Linked DNA regions of Mus musculus: all the other regions are linked to region 3. A link is a contact called in public HiChIP or PLAC-seq and promoter capture Hi-C data. All regions are on one chromosome and are shown on one strand. Each heading gives the region's core, a stretch centred on a gene start, on an enhancer-like site or on the middle of the called end of the contact. The rest is flanking DNA. Distances are from core to core; before and after follow the strand shown.

Evidence for each region. Promoter capture Hi-C pulls out the DNA fragments that hold promoters and counts their contacts. HiChIP or PLAC-seq counts read pairs in DNA pulled down with a chosen protein or histone mark.
Region 1: a contact with region 3 is called in an H3K27ac HiChIP or PLAC-seq map of embryonic stem cells, with 5 times the contacts expected there. The contact joins the enhancer-like site here to the promoter of Ccdc3 in region 3. A contact is called at or near these places in 12 of 39 promoter capture datasets (the 3T3-L1 cell line, 3T3-L1-derived adipocytes, the HPC-7 cell line and 6 more), 1 of 15 datasets of contacts at CTCF or cohesin (large pre-B cells), 1 of 484 Hi-C or Micro-C datasets (embryonic stem cells), 6 of 115 datasets of contacts at active chromatin or transcription factors (craniofacial prominence, embryonic basal ganglia, embryonic stem cells and 1 more) and 2 of 9 other capture datasets (adipose tissue and embryonic stem cells).
Region 2: a contact with region 3 is called in an HNF4G HiChIP or PLAC-seq map of pancreatic cancer cells. The contact joins the enhancer-like site here to the promoter of Ccdc3 in region 3. A contact is called at or near these places in 10 of 39 promoter capture datasets (the 3T3-L1 cell line, the C10 cell line, cranial neural crest and 6 more), 4 of 115 datasets of contacts at active chromatin or transcription factors (craniofacial prominence, embryonic stem cells, pancreatic cancer cells and 1 more) and 1 of 9 other capture datasets (embryonic stem cells).
Region 4: a promoter capture Hi-C map of liver shows a contact between it and region 3, with 8 times the contacts expected there. The contact joins the promoter of Camk1d here to the promoter of Ccdc3 in region 3. A contact is called at or near these places in 14 of 39 promoter capture datasets (the 3T3-L1 cell line, the C10 cell line, cranial neural crest and 6 more), 2 of 484 Hi-C or Micro-C datasets (both in embryonic stem cells), 12 of 115 datasets of contacts at active chromatin or transcription factors (craniofacial prominence, embryonic fibroblasts, embryonic forebrain and 6 more) and 1 of 9 other capture datasets (embryonic stem cells).
Region 5: a contact with region 3 is called in a promoter capture Hi-C map of stem cell-derived epiblast-like cells, with 3 times the contacts expected there. The contact joins the promoter of Proser2 here to the promoter of Ccdc3 in region 3. A contact is called at or near these places in 3 of 39 promoter capture datasets (hippocampal neurons, pre-B cells and stem cell-derived epiblast-like cells) and 1 of 115 datasets of contacts at active chromatin or transcription factors (pancreatic cancer cells).

What each region holds. Positions count from the first base shown.
Region 1 is chr2:5,810,759-5,813,458 of GRCm38.p6, reverse strand. Cdc123 (cell division cycle 123) reads left to right here. Exons shown (of 13, transcript NM_133837.5): 7 at 2,615-2,663. Among named protein-coding and RNA genes, the nearest start is that of Gm29984, 13 kb to the left of the region's middle. Within about 2 kb of position 1,253, at least 23 of the 459 cell types and tissues checked have an H3K27ac peak or open chromatin away from gene starts, as enhancers often do. A contact at or near this core is called in adipose tissue and embryonic stem cells, where this site is marked.
Region 2 is chr2:5,768,518-5,771,217 of GRCm38.p6, reverse strand. No RefSeq gene overlaps it. Among named protein-coding and RNA genes, the nearest start is that of Gm29857, 42 kb to the right of the region's middle. Within about 2 kb of position 1,342, at least 53 of the 459 cell types and tissues checked have an H3K27ac peak or open chromatin away from gene starts, as enhancers often do. A contact at or near this core is called in pancreatic cancer cells, where this site is marked.
Region 3 is chr2:5,136,513-5,139,212 of GRCm38.p6, reverse strand. It overlaps Ccdc3 (coiled-coil domain containing 3), which reads right to left and starts at 1,437. Exons shown (of 3, transcript NM_028804.1): 1 at 906-1,437. The coding sequence starts at 1,279.
Region 4 is chr2:5,713,479-5,716,178 of GRCm38.p6, reverse strand. It overlaps Camk1d (calcium/calmodulin-dependent protein kinase ID), which reads left to right and starts at 1,417. Exons shown (of 11, transcript NM_177343.4): 1 at 1,417-2,033. The coding sequence starts at 1,942.
Region 5 is chr2:6,128,845-6,131,544 of GRCm38.p6, reverse strand. It overlaps Proser2 (proline and serine rich 2), which reads left to right and starts at 1,360. Exons shown (of 4, transcript NM_144883.4): 1 at 1,360-1,503.

The sequences.
Region 1 (2,700 bases), core at 4-2,503, 670 kb before region 3:
AGTATTTCTCTCTCTGTCTCTGTCTCTGTCTCTCTCTGTCTCTCTCTGTCTCTCTCTCTCTCTCTCTCTCTCTCTCTCTCTCCTCTATCCCCTCTATCCCCACCCCCAGCCTCCCTGTGCCTCCCCACTAAACTTAACCCAGGAGTTTTAGTAAGAGTTCTAGCACCTCCATCCATGAGAGTCATAGTGTACCTTCTGACTGAATGCTCCTTTCACCCTTGTTACCTCAGTAGTACATGGCACACGTAAACATTTGCTACTGTAAAAACAGAAAGGCCATTGGCAGCTTAATAAAGCACACTGTGTACCTTTCTTTTGAAACGTGTTGTAGATTATATCATTTGGTTCCCAGTTATTAGTGGTTCTAGAAGTCTGTGTTCTCTGGATTTCAGCTAGTCAAGTTGACCACAATTGTTACTGTTTGCAATGTGAAAACATAAATGATTGCAGAGTGCCAACGTGCCACAGAGTCAGGGAGGCCAAAGGCTTTTACACTGGGTTTGTGTTTGAATGGCTCGATGCTTCCCTTCCTCAAACTGGATCCAAGGCTTCATGCCTGCTGAGCATAAACCTCAATACCTCACTACCCACTACCTTCAAGACAGCCTTTAAAAGATTTCTCTGTGCCCGAGAAATCCTGTCTTTCATTGGTCAGCACATCTGTTAGCTGAATCCTTCTCCTGTGACAAAGCAAGAGGAGGAGGATCTAGTTCTGCTCACAGTTCAGGGGCCTTAACTGCAGTGGTGGCCTCGTGGCTCTGTGCCCACAGTGAGGCAGAGCAGTATGGCGGAGAGCTACCCGCCTCCTGGTGCCGGGGAAGCAGAGACTTGGTCTGACTTCATACACTCACCCCACTGCTGAGTTCCCGGGCTTACAGCTGGAGACACGTATTGAACACATGAACGTGTGAGGGCCATCTTACTTCCAACCGTAATAGCCACAAGGGGGGAAGTGCTCTTGTTTTCTTCATGCTCGGTTTTCACAATTGTATATTACATATTACGAGTGATGCACATGTACAACTACCTTTTTTTCCCACCAATTTTGTCAAGCTCCCTACAATAATGCATGTCAGTGGTAAATTAAAAGTAAAAATGAGCCAGGCGGTGGTGGCGCACTCCTTTAATCCCAGCACTTGGGAGGCAGAGGCAGGCAGATTTCTGAGTTCGAGGCCAGCCTGGTCTACAGAGTGAGTTCCAGGACAGCCAGGGCTACACAGAAAAATCCTGTCTTGAAAATCCAAAAAATAAAATAAAATAAAACAAATAAAGATGAGTAGCAGTAGAGGGACGGATCACCTGGGCTTTCCCCCTTGTCCTGGTTTGCTTTGTTTCTCTGTTGCTGTGATAAAATACAGACCCAAAGCAACTTGGGGAGGCAAAGGATTTATTTCGTCTTCCTGCTTAGAGTCATTATCAAGGGAAGCTAAGGCGGGAACTAAAGCAGAGGCCACGGGGCGGGGGGGTGGGGGGGGGCTGCTTACTGACTTGCTCCCCATGCCTTGCTTAGCTACTTCCTTAAACAAGGACAGCTTCCTTGCCCGGGATAGCGCTGCTCGCAGTGGACTGGACCCTCCCGTATCAATCATCAATTAAAAGAGAAAATGCCCCCACAGACCTGTGCACAGGCCAGTCTGATGGAGGTAGGCTCCCACTAAGCTCCCCCTTCTCAGGTGACTCTAGTTTGGGTGAAAGAGACACAAAGTAACCAGCGCTCGGTGTCCACAGCTTTCACCCATCTTCATTGCTGATGCACACCCATGCCTGCTAATCTCATGGGGTTCTTGTCTTCATATTCCTGTCCTGCTGTGGCATGTTTCCCTTTGCCTCAAAGTGGATCCCCTTTCTACTTCCTCCTCTCCCTCCCACACATGACAGCCAGCAAGTTGCTTCCTTGTTTGTTCCATCGGAGTATTTTATTCTCCCTGGTGTTCTGAAATGATCTGTGTACCTGCTAGCTTCCTCTGTCATGCCTCATAAAGCACTTTGGGGTCCTAGGTGATTTGTGGTCCTGGTGCCTAGTCCAGGGCTTGGCACAGATGGGCGTTTTGTAATACTCTATTTTATTGTTCATGAAACAGTCCTTAGAGGGGATGCTTAACGGAGGGTTGTATGGTTCTGTCCAAGGTCTTTTGCAATGACAGACATTGTGGCTTTCTGTGGCCAAGCTACTGTCCACAGAGCAGTCCTCAGTGTACTCCTCAGGGTTATCACTAAGGTGGATGGTGCTGCCATCCTACCTTCACTAAAGATGGAGCATAGCCATGTTGCGTGGCTCTCAGTGGCAGAGCTGATGTCATAGAACAGTATGCAGCCTGCTGACTCCGCAGCAGGACGGACACCGAGAGTGGACAGACTTACCGTCACTCAGAGCTGGTCAGCCTGAGTTGTGTATCGTCCTAGCTTATTTGCCAAGCTTGGACTTTTTTGAATTTTAGATTCTTTGCCCATTGACAGGAAAATGGAGGTTACTGGAGCTGCTTGTGCTGTGTTGAGGATTAAATGCGCCTGCGTAGTACTCAACAGCAAGCAATGCTTCATGGGATCAAAGCTCATATTGTTTATGAAGATGTCTGCATAAATTAACAAAAAAATTGCATTTTTCTCTCCAAAGGTTTATTCATTGCACTGATGACTCTCCAGACCCTTGTATAGAGTACGAGGTAAGCGGCTTGTTCGCCTTAGACCATTGAGAATCCC
Region 2 (2,700 bases), core at 93-2,592, 630 kb before region 3:
ACCTTCCATGACCACATGTGGAACACACTCTTCCCTTTAAACCATCCAGACAGGAAACGGAGCAACAGGGCCCAGGCCCTGACTCGCTGGGTGAAGCTTCTCCAATAAAAGGGGTGTACACTGTCATTTAAAGAATATCTTTCGTAAAACTGCTGAGTTACTTCCTCAAATTTTCTTCCTTTTTTTCTAAAGATTGCTGACTTTGGGGTGAAGAAATCACAACTGCTAACTCTTAGATCCCCGGAAGAGTGTTATGGGCTCTTTCTTAGTTCTTAGTTGGAAGGAAAAGCTCCGGATGTTTTGTCCACTACAGATAATTTTGGGAAACATTTAGTCTGTGGCTTCTTCCACGTTGCTAAGAGACTTACCACAAGATGGCGCCTGGCTTAGTTAATGAAAGGCTTTCCCTACTTTTAGGTCCTTGTACTTGGAGTGGAGACACTTGGCAGAGCTGATGATGTTGTTTCCATGGAGACAAAAGTCTGAATCACTGTATGAGTTTTTAATGATGGAGACTCTCCTCTTATATCCTTTAACTATGCTGTGCCTTCCAACTAAATTTTTCCTATTAACAGCAGCTAAAGTGACACCTGGCTTGTGACTGAAGACACTGGATCTTCTCCCCAGGTCCCAGTGGAGTAAGAGGGCCATGTGCTCTGTCCTCTCTCTGTTGTGTTTTGTAGTTGTTGATTTAAACCTCAGACCCTTGGTTTCCTTAATTCAAGTGTTTGTTATAGTAACTGCATCCCAACTAACGGTGAATTTGGGAGTTTTTCTGCTGTTCCTTAATTAAACATGGGGAGATTGGCAGTATAACTAGGAAACTCAGTGGAGCTGTAATAACTCATTTGTGTAAGGAAGGCTGACTCTGAACTCTAAGGTAAGTGATGTTAGCTACATAAACCCCAACAAGCCTGTTAGCATATCACTGGATGTTCCTGGATTAGCAGATGAATCAGAAATTAAGCCAGTCTAGCAGTCACAGATTTTTCAATTCTGGGACAGAACCACTTTTTCCTTTTCTCTTTCTTTTTGTTGGGGTGGAGGGAGGTTTCGAGACAGGATTTCTCTGTGTAGCCCTGGCTGTCCTGGAATCTTCTTTGTAGAGCAAGCTGGTCTTGAACTCACAGATGTCAACTACTTCTGCCTCCTCAGTGCTGCACTCAAAGGCCTGAACCACCACATTTTTTGATATTTGTTGTGAGAGTGGAATGAGAGGCATGTGTCCTTAAAGTGAAATAAACCTCTCTCTAGTACATCCCTGTTGCTATGTGGCAAGGCTCTACTGTCTTTCTGGATCCAGAACCAGCATCATTGGGTATGAAACTATCTCTGGGGAAGTGAATCTGCCCAGCTCTTATCAGCCTCTGGTTAGGACTTCCTGAATATGACACAATGTCCTGGGGGAAGGGAGGCCTGCAGCTCTTATCTTTATCTCTCATCTGACACCAGGGCATTCTTGTGGCCAAGGCCAATGATGATGTTGTTTCCAGGCAGGAGCCCTGGAAACAGAAGGTGGGTATAAGAGTGTATGTTGTGGGTGTAAATCCTTAGAATTGTTGTTCTTCTAAGGGGTCATGTTCAGAATTCATTAAGAGGTAGACCAGTTAGCTCTATGGTTGCTGAGGGTCCTACTCAATAAGAAACATCAAAATAACACAGGGGTTGTAACAAGATAGAATGTTGTACTTTTCAGACCTTGTTTATTTGTTTATTTTGAATTCATGAACTCACTATGTAATCAAGGATGATTTTGAACCCCTAATCCTTCCACCTCGACCTCCCAAGTTCTGGGTTTACAGGTGTGTGCCACTGCATCTGGCCTGGCCTTTCTAAGCAGACTGCTACAGGAGGTAAGCAGAAACACTTTTGATAAGTAGCTACAAATGTTAGTAAGATGCTCTATCCACCGCCACTCCCCTCTACTCCGAAGATCACACTAGCATTACAATTCCCAAGCTTTCCAGCTGCAGAACTTGTTGGTTAAGTAGGGCAGACAGTGTGGGACCAGAACTAAACCACCAGGGATAAGAGAGAAGAGGTTGGGTTTGATGCTTTCTACATAGCCATCTGGCCCTGATCCAGGCTGTCATATGCAACCATCAAACAAATATGTAAGGAATGTGGACTTATGGAGTGAGTCAGTGGGAACACCCTGGGTACTCACCCTGATAAGAGGAGGGTGAGTCTCTGGGACCAGAAGGGGTCCATCAACAAGGAAATCACCCCTGGCCGAGGACCTCAGATTTTCATCTTGTCATGCTTCCACGGGTACCCCAGAACAATATTGGTTACATTTATCTTGAATTGGCAAGAATGGCTTGATTTTAAATATTCTTCCTGTTTGGTTCTGAAAAAAATATAATTTTACTTATCAGTCTGGTCTCATGTCCCAATTTTTGCCTCTGACAAATAGCACATGCTTCAGATCTTTGAGTTCAGCCATTTTCCTTTCTTATTGGTAGGAAATCCCTAGGGGATGGCTAGAGATGGATCATTTGACAAAGCACCAGGCTGGGCTCTGAAAATTGCTGGTGTCAATCACAGTGTGTGTCACTGCTACATGTAAGTGGATTCAACACTGTGGAGTAAGATGAGATGGACCAAAGGCCCTGCTAAATGGAGCTAAATATCTTCAGAGAGCTGTGAGTTTTTCCAGAAGAGCCTTTCTTGAAATATAAATGAGCCTAGTGAAACAAA
Region 3 (2,700 bases), core at 188-2,687:
CTAGATCCATCTTTATTAAATTAGAAGCAACCCACAGCTTCAGGATCCACCAGCTGTTTCCTACCTGTGATTTAGGTTGAATTCAGTAGTAGATAAAAAATGAACTGAATTTGGGGGAATTTGCTGTGGTCACAGGCCAACCTCAGTGGAACTTCACAAGACTGGTGGTGTCTACATAGGACCCACCACCTGCCTGTTCCCCCCTCTGCACACTTCAAAGCACTGTGACCCGGGGTCTTTACCTTTCCCACCAGCGGGCCCAGTCAAGCTCTGCTAATTTGAATTACAGGGTAGCTGGTATAAGAGAGCAAGACAAGACAGCGCACGGGGGGGGGGGGGGGGGGCTGCTTTCTGGCATCAAGGTGGGTAGGAAAGGAGAGCTTGGGTGTACATTAAATGACAGGACTTTCCCAGGTGCTTCGCGAGCTTCTGTCACGATTTGCTTCCCACTTTTATCCAGATAGGAACTGGTGGAGGGGAGCAGCGTGAGAGTGGACTCAGAACTGGCTCGAAACTTATACAAAGAAGTTCAAAGCCAGAAAGAATCCCAACAACTGATGGCAAAGGTCATCTTTCTCAAAACATCAAATGAGTGATTGGAAAGCACTTTGATAGCTGCGTGTGGTAGCGTGTAATCCCCCTACTCAGGGGCTGAGGCAGGAAGATCACAGAAAAATCCGATCTCATAAACAAGAGCACGTTATTAACCTTTTTGTCTTTAACCCGGTCTATACATATAAACTCCAAAGGCATCACTGTATCTTAAACAGCTTTAGCCAAGGGCGGTCAGAGCAAGGAAAGAATGAGAAGAGCCTAGGACGTGGTTTAGTTTGGGGGAGGGGGAACGGATCCCCCGGGGCGCTCCTAACCTGCTGCAGGTAGCCCGCAGAGGGGGGCAGGCTCACCTTACAAAGAAGAAATAAGAGTAGTCCTGGACCACCGTGTGGGAGTGGCAGGAGAAGTAGCCCAGACCAGTAAGGTTGAGCCGGGAGCCGGCGGGCACCTCCAACATACTGCCCCACGCCTGGTCACACAGCATCTCCACCTCGGCGGAGTAGAAGAGCCCTCCCTCTCCAGCTTGGTACTGCCACGGCAGGTAGTTGTAGAGGCCAGGCACCTCGGGGTGCAGCGCCAGCACCTTGGCATACACGATGGTCTCGGCTAGCTCGGCGCGGCAGCCTTCGCTCAAGGGTCTCCACTCCGACGGCAGCTGGCAGGCGCGCGCGGGCGCCGGGGAGGCGGCGAGGCAGAGCGCGGCGAGCAGCAGCGGGAGCGGCATGCCGGCGGCTACGCTCTAGCCCGGGCGCATGGCCCGCCCGGGTGCCCGGGACGGCGGGGAGCCGGGGAGCCCGCAGCGCCTGCCCGAGAACCGCGGACGGGGCGCTCGGCTCGCCTGCACGCGCTCCGGAGAGCTGGGTGCACGGCTAGCTCTTCGGCCTGGATCACCATGACCGGGCCTTCGCCCCGCCACGCTTAAAAAGGGTCCAGAGGACGCGACGGGACGGGCGGAGATTGGGGCGTGGACCGCGGCAGGGGCGGGGAGTCCGTCAACCCCGCAACCGGCCCGTGCAGAACTCCCGGGAGGAAGGGACGAACCCCTGCGCCCTGGGACTCCAGGGTGACTAGAGGAGATGTGCGTACAACGCCTTGACCACCAGACCTAACTGGTTTGTAGCACCCAACTATGGGCTAGGTCAGAGCTTGCCAGTAGAGTTTTTCCCTAGGCAGGTGTTCCTACTATTGCTCTCAGTTTGTACAGTGGAGTGCTCTGCAGGAGTCTTAAGTTTTCAATGCAAGTGACTTAGAATCAAAGCACATAGAAATCAAATCTGAGTTTATCTTCCCAGAACTTCGTGTAGAATAATATTTTCTCTCCTTCCCTTTCTCCTCTCTTTCTCTGCCCCTCCCTTCCTCTATTCCCTTTCCCTCTTATCTCCTCATCCCCTCCTCCTCTCTTGTCTGTTCCCCCTCTCCTCCTTCCCCTTTCCTCTCCTCCCCCTCCCCTTCACCCTCCCCTCCTCTCCTCATCCCCTTTCCCTCTCATCTCTCTCTATCATGTACACACACACACACACACACACATTGAGTTTTCTGTAATAATAATGTCAAAAGAATCCCTATAAAGATTTGAAAATCCATTGTTCACGGCTTATTTATTTATTTATTTATTTAAGCTTAACTGCTTTATACAGCCCCAAATTCAGAAAGTTCTATACCTGGGAAGCAACTTCACCCATAAATTCAAAAAAGCTTTTCACTAGTTAGTGGGTAAAATAGAAGAGACCAAAACCCTCAAAAGTGCCCAGCCTCCATTGCCTTTACTATTCTTGGTGTAATGAGAATCAATCACAAGAAGGCTGGGGGTGTGGCTCCATTACCAGTGTGCTGGCTGGCATCCATCACCCCCTGGACTTGATCCCTAGCACCTCACCAGAGGGGCACAGTGGCAAACACCCGGTACTGGGAGATGAAGGCAGGAGGATCAACATTCAGGGCTGTTCTCACCTACACAGGGAGGCTTCACAGGGAATTTGAGTCCAGCATGGGCTAAAGAAACTGTCTCCAAAAAAAGGAAAGAAGGAAAGAAAGAAAGAAAGAAAGAAAGAAAGAAAGAAAGAAAGAAAGAAAGAAAGAAAGACAGAAAGAGAGAGAGAGAGAGAGAGAGAGAGAGAGAGAGAGAGAGAGAGGAAGGGAGGGAGC
Region 4 (2,700 bases), core at 168-2,667, 580 kb before region 3:
TAGGAGCAATAGGCTGTTTCTCCCCAACCTCCAAGCCCGTGAGCGTGTGTATCCCACAGGCTGGGTGTGTGCAGCATCCAGGTCTGTGTAAATACACTTAACATGATGATCATATGACTCGGTTGTCACACTCCTAAACAACCAATGGTTATAACCCTCTTCTCTGCTGTTCTCAGCTTCAAGAGCTTAGGACTAAGGGCCAAAGAAACGTGGAAAACAGCACTGAGAATCTAGGGATAGGTAGATTTTTCTTCTAACCTCCTTGGGAGTCCACAAAGGGCTCCAAGGCAGAGCCTCTGGCCAGTCTGAACCAATGGGGAGGTGTTGGGGGGGGGGGATTTCTTTTTCTGAAAGCAGATTCACACCTCCTCCTCCTCCCCCCTCTCAAATTGGAACAGTCCTGGGAAAATGGGACAGGTGTCCCCAGTTAAGAGACAGGGCTGTTTACTCAATTCAGCCGAACAGCTCTAAGGGAGAGGAAGTCTTGCTACAAAGAAAACTTAACATTTCCTATCATGAGGTAGTAGTCCCTGCCAGTTGAACCAAAGGACCAACTGGAAACGCTGCCTACTGTCCTCTAACAGGTGAATACCAGGTGAGAGTGGGCAGGTCAAAGTTCACTCTGGAGACCAGAGGCCTGAGGAAAATGTATCTCTGCTTCTACCTTAACCTTCTAAGTAAGCCACTTGCGGGGTATGCTGATGGGGGAAGGCGCTAGAGAGAGGCGTCTTTCCATTGAATCGGTGTAATTTGGCCACGGCCTCAGAGCATCAGGAGTAAAGTGAGAAAGAGGAAATCAGAAGGGTTCAAACACTAGTCAGTCCAGTCACTCCAGTTCTGGGCCAGGCCAGCCACCATGTCCCGCATCCACCCATCACTTGGCCGCCAAATAACCCCTGGAGTTTTACTCCGGAAGGGACCACCAGGCGGTGATTGGCTCGTCTTGGGCGTGCCTGTCCGATACATCCCGAGGTTTCCTTTAGCTGCTCCAAAACTGACGTGAAGCAGATTTTGGTGCAATGCGAATTAGCTCCAGCAGCGGAGTCCGGAGGTGACTGCCGAGCTCCGGGAGCGCCTGCTGGGGCAAAGCTGCGGCCAGGAGTCAACGCCCGCCTGCCGATGGCTCCATCCAGGCCGCCGCCCATTGCCTTGACAACAAGCCCCCACCCGCCCTCCTGCACAGCAGGCTTGGGTCACCGGCTCTTGGGTATGCGAAGGCGCCCCGCCCTGGGCGCCCCGCAACCGTGAGCCGCGCAACCCCACCTTGCCGAGAGCTTCCGAGCGCCAAGCAGAGGCGCCCCCTCCTGCTCGAAGAGGGAAAGCCCGGGCGCCCCCAGCATTGACTTCATAATAAAGCTCCCTAAAGGCTAGGGCTCCCCCGCGCGTTCCGGCGCCCTGCACCTGCTGGGTTCTCCCACCCGCCCTCGCCCGGGGACCCAGGGTGCGCGGACGGCCTGGGAGCGTGCGTGGCTCCGTGGTCAAGTGCTGCATCCCGGCGCCCAAGCACGGAGCTCCTGGGGAGGGGAGGGGGAGCGGGACATCCCCGAAGGCCGCCTCGCGGGAGGCGGGGAGGCTGCCGGGTGCACTGGGAGGGCGGGGAGCCCGCGGGAGGAGGCGGGCTGGGGGAGTGGGGCGGGCGGCGGGGAGGGAGCAGGAGCCAGGCAAGAAAGTAGCAGAAAGTGAGGCTGGCAGGCGGCGGCAGAGGCAGGAAGTCTTTGCCGGAGAGCAGTAGAAATTAGAGCCAGGGAGGGACCGCGGCGGCAGCAGCCAAGGCGAAAGAGGAAACTGCCGAAGAGGAAGCTCTGCGGCAGCCCGAGCCTCCCTGCGCTCCGCATCCTCCCGCTCCGCATCCCGGCGCCGGGCATCCCCCGGAGCCCGCGCCGCGCCTCCGGCGCCCCTTCCCCAGCGCAACCCTCGGCCGCCCTACAGCATTAGTCTGCCATGGCCCGGGAGAACGGCGAGAGCAGCTCCTCCTGGAAAAAGCAAGCAGAAGACATTAAGAAGATCTTCGAGTTCAAGGAGACCCTCGGAACGTAAGTGGGTGCTGGGGACCAGCGGGTGGAAGTAGCATCGGTGGCGGCAGCAGCGTCGGCTGCTCCTGCTGCTACCGTCGCCACCGCCACCGCGGCAGAAACTGGCTGGTCGATGCGTCCTCATTGTCCCATAGTCCGCTCTTATGGAGACCCTCCGCGAGTCCACCGCGTGGGTCTGCGCCCACGGTTGACACCTCTCCTGGGCGGGGGAGGGGAGCGCAGGGCGCGCAGAGAACAGCCCACGCGGGCGGGCGACTTTCCTTTTCCCTTGCCACCACCGCCCTCCACTGATTTTCTCCCCACGCGTGACTGTGGGCTGAGCATGGTGGATCTCGCTGATCGCTGGCTGTGTGCACTTACTCATCGTGTGTATGGGCGCACTGGGCCGACGAAAGTGGTCACGAGGAAATTCAGCTTTTGGTCCTACCCTTACATCATATATTCCTATGGAATTGACATATGCACGTACTAGGTGTAGACAAGACTTTGGCTGGCCTCAGGATGATGGGAGGGAAGAATTTCGCAGTATTCAGAGTGACATGTGGTCAGAGCTTCATCTGTGTGTACATCTCACCATAGGGTCAGATGCCCGGCGCTGGGGTTCATGTCCGGGTGGGAGGAGGATCAGTGAGTCTTTAGGGGCGGTTCTCTCCGGGGCTCATGCTTG
Region 5 (2,700 bases), core at 111-2,610, 990 kb before region 3:
AGGGGGTACAGGTTGTCATTCGAGCCACACCAAGCATTACAGTGAATAAAATCCATGGCCCTGGCTTTCTCGCTGAGAACATTAGCTTCTGCCCGGTTGGGAAAGGCTGCCACAACAATGAGCTATTACTATTAGCTACTCAGAAATGTTCCCCCCGGTGGTAAAGATATCCCAACAATCAACAGGATCAAAACCGGGGCCTTTCTTCAGCCTCGTCGACCTCAAAAATCCCTCTCTGTAAAATAACCATAAGAAGTCAAAGGACCTGGCTGGCCAAGAAAATGGCTCATTGGATTGAGGCACTTGCCCTGAGCCCTGAACTCTGACCCTCGTGAGGGCAAGAGAGGACCAGCTCCTGAAGGCTGTCGGCTGACCTTCACTTTTTGAAGCATCTCTCTCTCTCTCTCTCTCTCTCTCTCTCTCTCACACACACACACACACGAATGAAGGAATGGATGAGTGGATGAATGAATGAATGAATGAACCAAAAGAAACAAAATCCTCAAAAAAAAGCAAGAAGGATTTTGACATTTTTCATGACAAGCAAATGATAAATATTTAAGGAGCTGGCCATGTTTACTCTGCTAAAAACCCTGTTCAGTGTGCACACATATGGGAACATCACATAAGTAACTCACATATGGACAATGCTTACAAGTTCATTAAACATGAATAGAGCTTGGCGTGGTGGCACACGCCTTTAATCTCAGCCTGCATTGGCTCTCTCTGAATTGGAGGCCAGCCTAGTCTACATAGTGAGCTCCAGGCCAGCCAAGGCTACATAATGAGATCCCTTTTCAAAAAAACAAAAACAAAGAAAGACTTAACCCCACGACCCCACAAACATTGTCTAAATGAATTAAACAAAATAATGTATGTTATGTGTCTTGTTTGAAAGTATACGTATTTCATAAATAACAGTCATTATTATTAAATGAAAATAATCTCTTCAGGATATTGTTGTTGGATGCCTGTAATCTCAGAAGTCAGGAGGCTGAGGCAGGAGGATCATGAACTTGAAGCCATCCTACATAATGAAATTCTACTTTAAAACAACAACAACAACAACAACGAAACTCTCAAAGTTAGTGGTGGAGTTGCTGGAGAAGTCCCTTCTTATTCAGGACTTCAAAAGCACATTGGTATTACGATTGCTCATGCTCAATTCAGTCTCACAAGTAGACCGAGAAGGCCTGACAGGCACAGCCAAGGGCTTTGGGCGCTGGCCCTTTAAGTATCGCGGGGACGCGCAGACTACCTCTGGCCGACTGGAGTCCGGCCGCCAGGAACGCGCGGCAGAGGTGCAGAGCGCTGGGCGGCGGAGCGCGCACGGCCGCCGAGAGCGCGCGGCGGGGAGGTGCTGGACGCCCTGGGGAGCGCGCTCCAGGCAGCCCGGGACGATCGGCGTGCGTGCGTGCACGACTTGCTGGCCGGAGGACGGCGTGAGCCCCGAGGGTCTCAGTCGGCGTGGACACCTGCGACCCGCGGAGGGGACTTGGCTCGGTGAGTTCCGCCCTACTGAGCGAGGCCAGGCCAAGCGCGGGACACCGGGAGCGGCAGCAGCTGTCGGGATCATCCAGGGCTCCCGGTCCGGGTCTTGGTAACTGGGGAAGCCCTTTGCGCGCAGCTGGGGCTCTGTCGTCGCCGAGGTCAGTGCCACCGGTTGGCCTCCATCCTGGGGCTTCGGGGATCGCGACGTGTGGCTTTTCACCTAGGGGTTTTCCCGAGAGCGAGAGTGGCTCGTGGCGTGTTGTCTGAGTTGAGTCTTTGGTCCCTTACCTTTCCTGGAGCGGACTGCGCGTGAGGACCGTGTCCTTTGCGAGGCTGAAACCCGGAGATGGCCAGAGCCACCTGTTAAACCAGTATCCTGAGCGAATCCTTCGGCAGGTTTTCCATGCCCCCGCCGGTTCCCCGCAGGTAACTGAATCGCGCGGGGATGTTTGTGTGGGTCTGCCGGGAGACCTGGGACGGTAGGGTTAGAAAGACCGAATATGTGGCTAATGAGACAGGGCTTAACAAAAGGCAGTCAAATAAACTGCAGCGTTTCCCTGAGACGGAAAGTTTCTCAACTTTTGTTTTACGGATTCTAAATTTAAGTAACTAACCCCCTCTAGGCACCTAACCACAGGACAACTCTGCCTGAACCTATTTGGTGCAAAGGAGACAATGAAGAGGGGTTTGTGTGTGTGTGTCCCCCTAAAGAGTAAAACTTTCGAGTCCCGCTGTGGGAAGATTCCCTCTGGCTCCAGTTTTAATAGATAACAACAAGAAGCTTTGTCCTAGAACGATCTAGAAATACCAAACCAGGTATTAAGTGTAAACTCTGGGAAGTGCTTGAAGGACAGACTCTTAGGAAAAATAATTTTCTGTGAGGTGCTCCAGTGTGTACTAAAACTTTGCCCTCATATTCCATGCCTGAATGTTCCAGATTGTTTTCCTAGGTGGAGGAGGTACTTTCGTTGGTGCGGCCAATGGTGCGGCCAATGTGGAAATACAAACAAATGCCCTATTTACTTGGGGCTGGGTGGGAAGGGTGGAAGTCGGGCTACGATCTTTCTTGCCAGGCTTGACAGCGTATGTATGGAATCTTCTGTATTTTCTTGCCCAGACCAGTAATAGCCTTTTTCTCGGTGACTGGTTCCTTTTAACAGTGACTCCAGTGAGCTTCTCACTGGAAAATTTTGGATCCTGATAATTTAA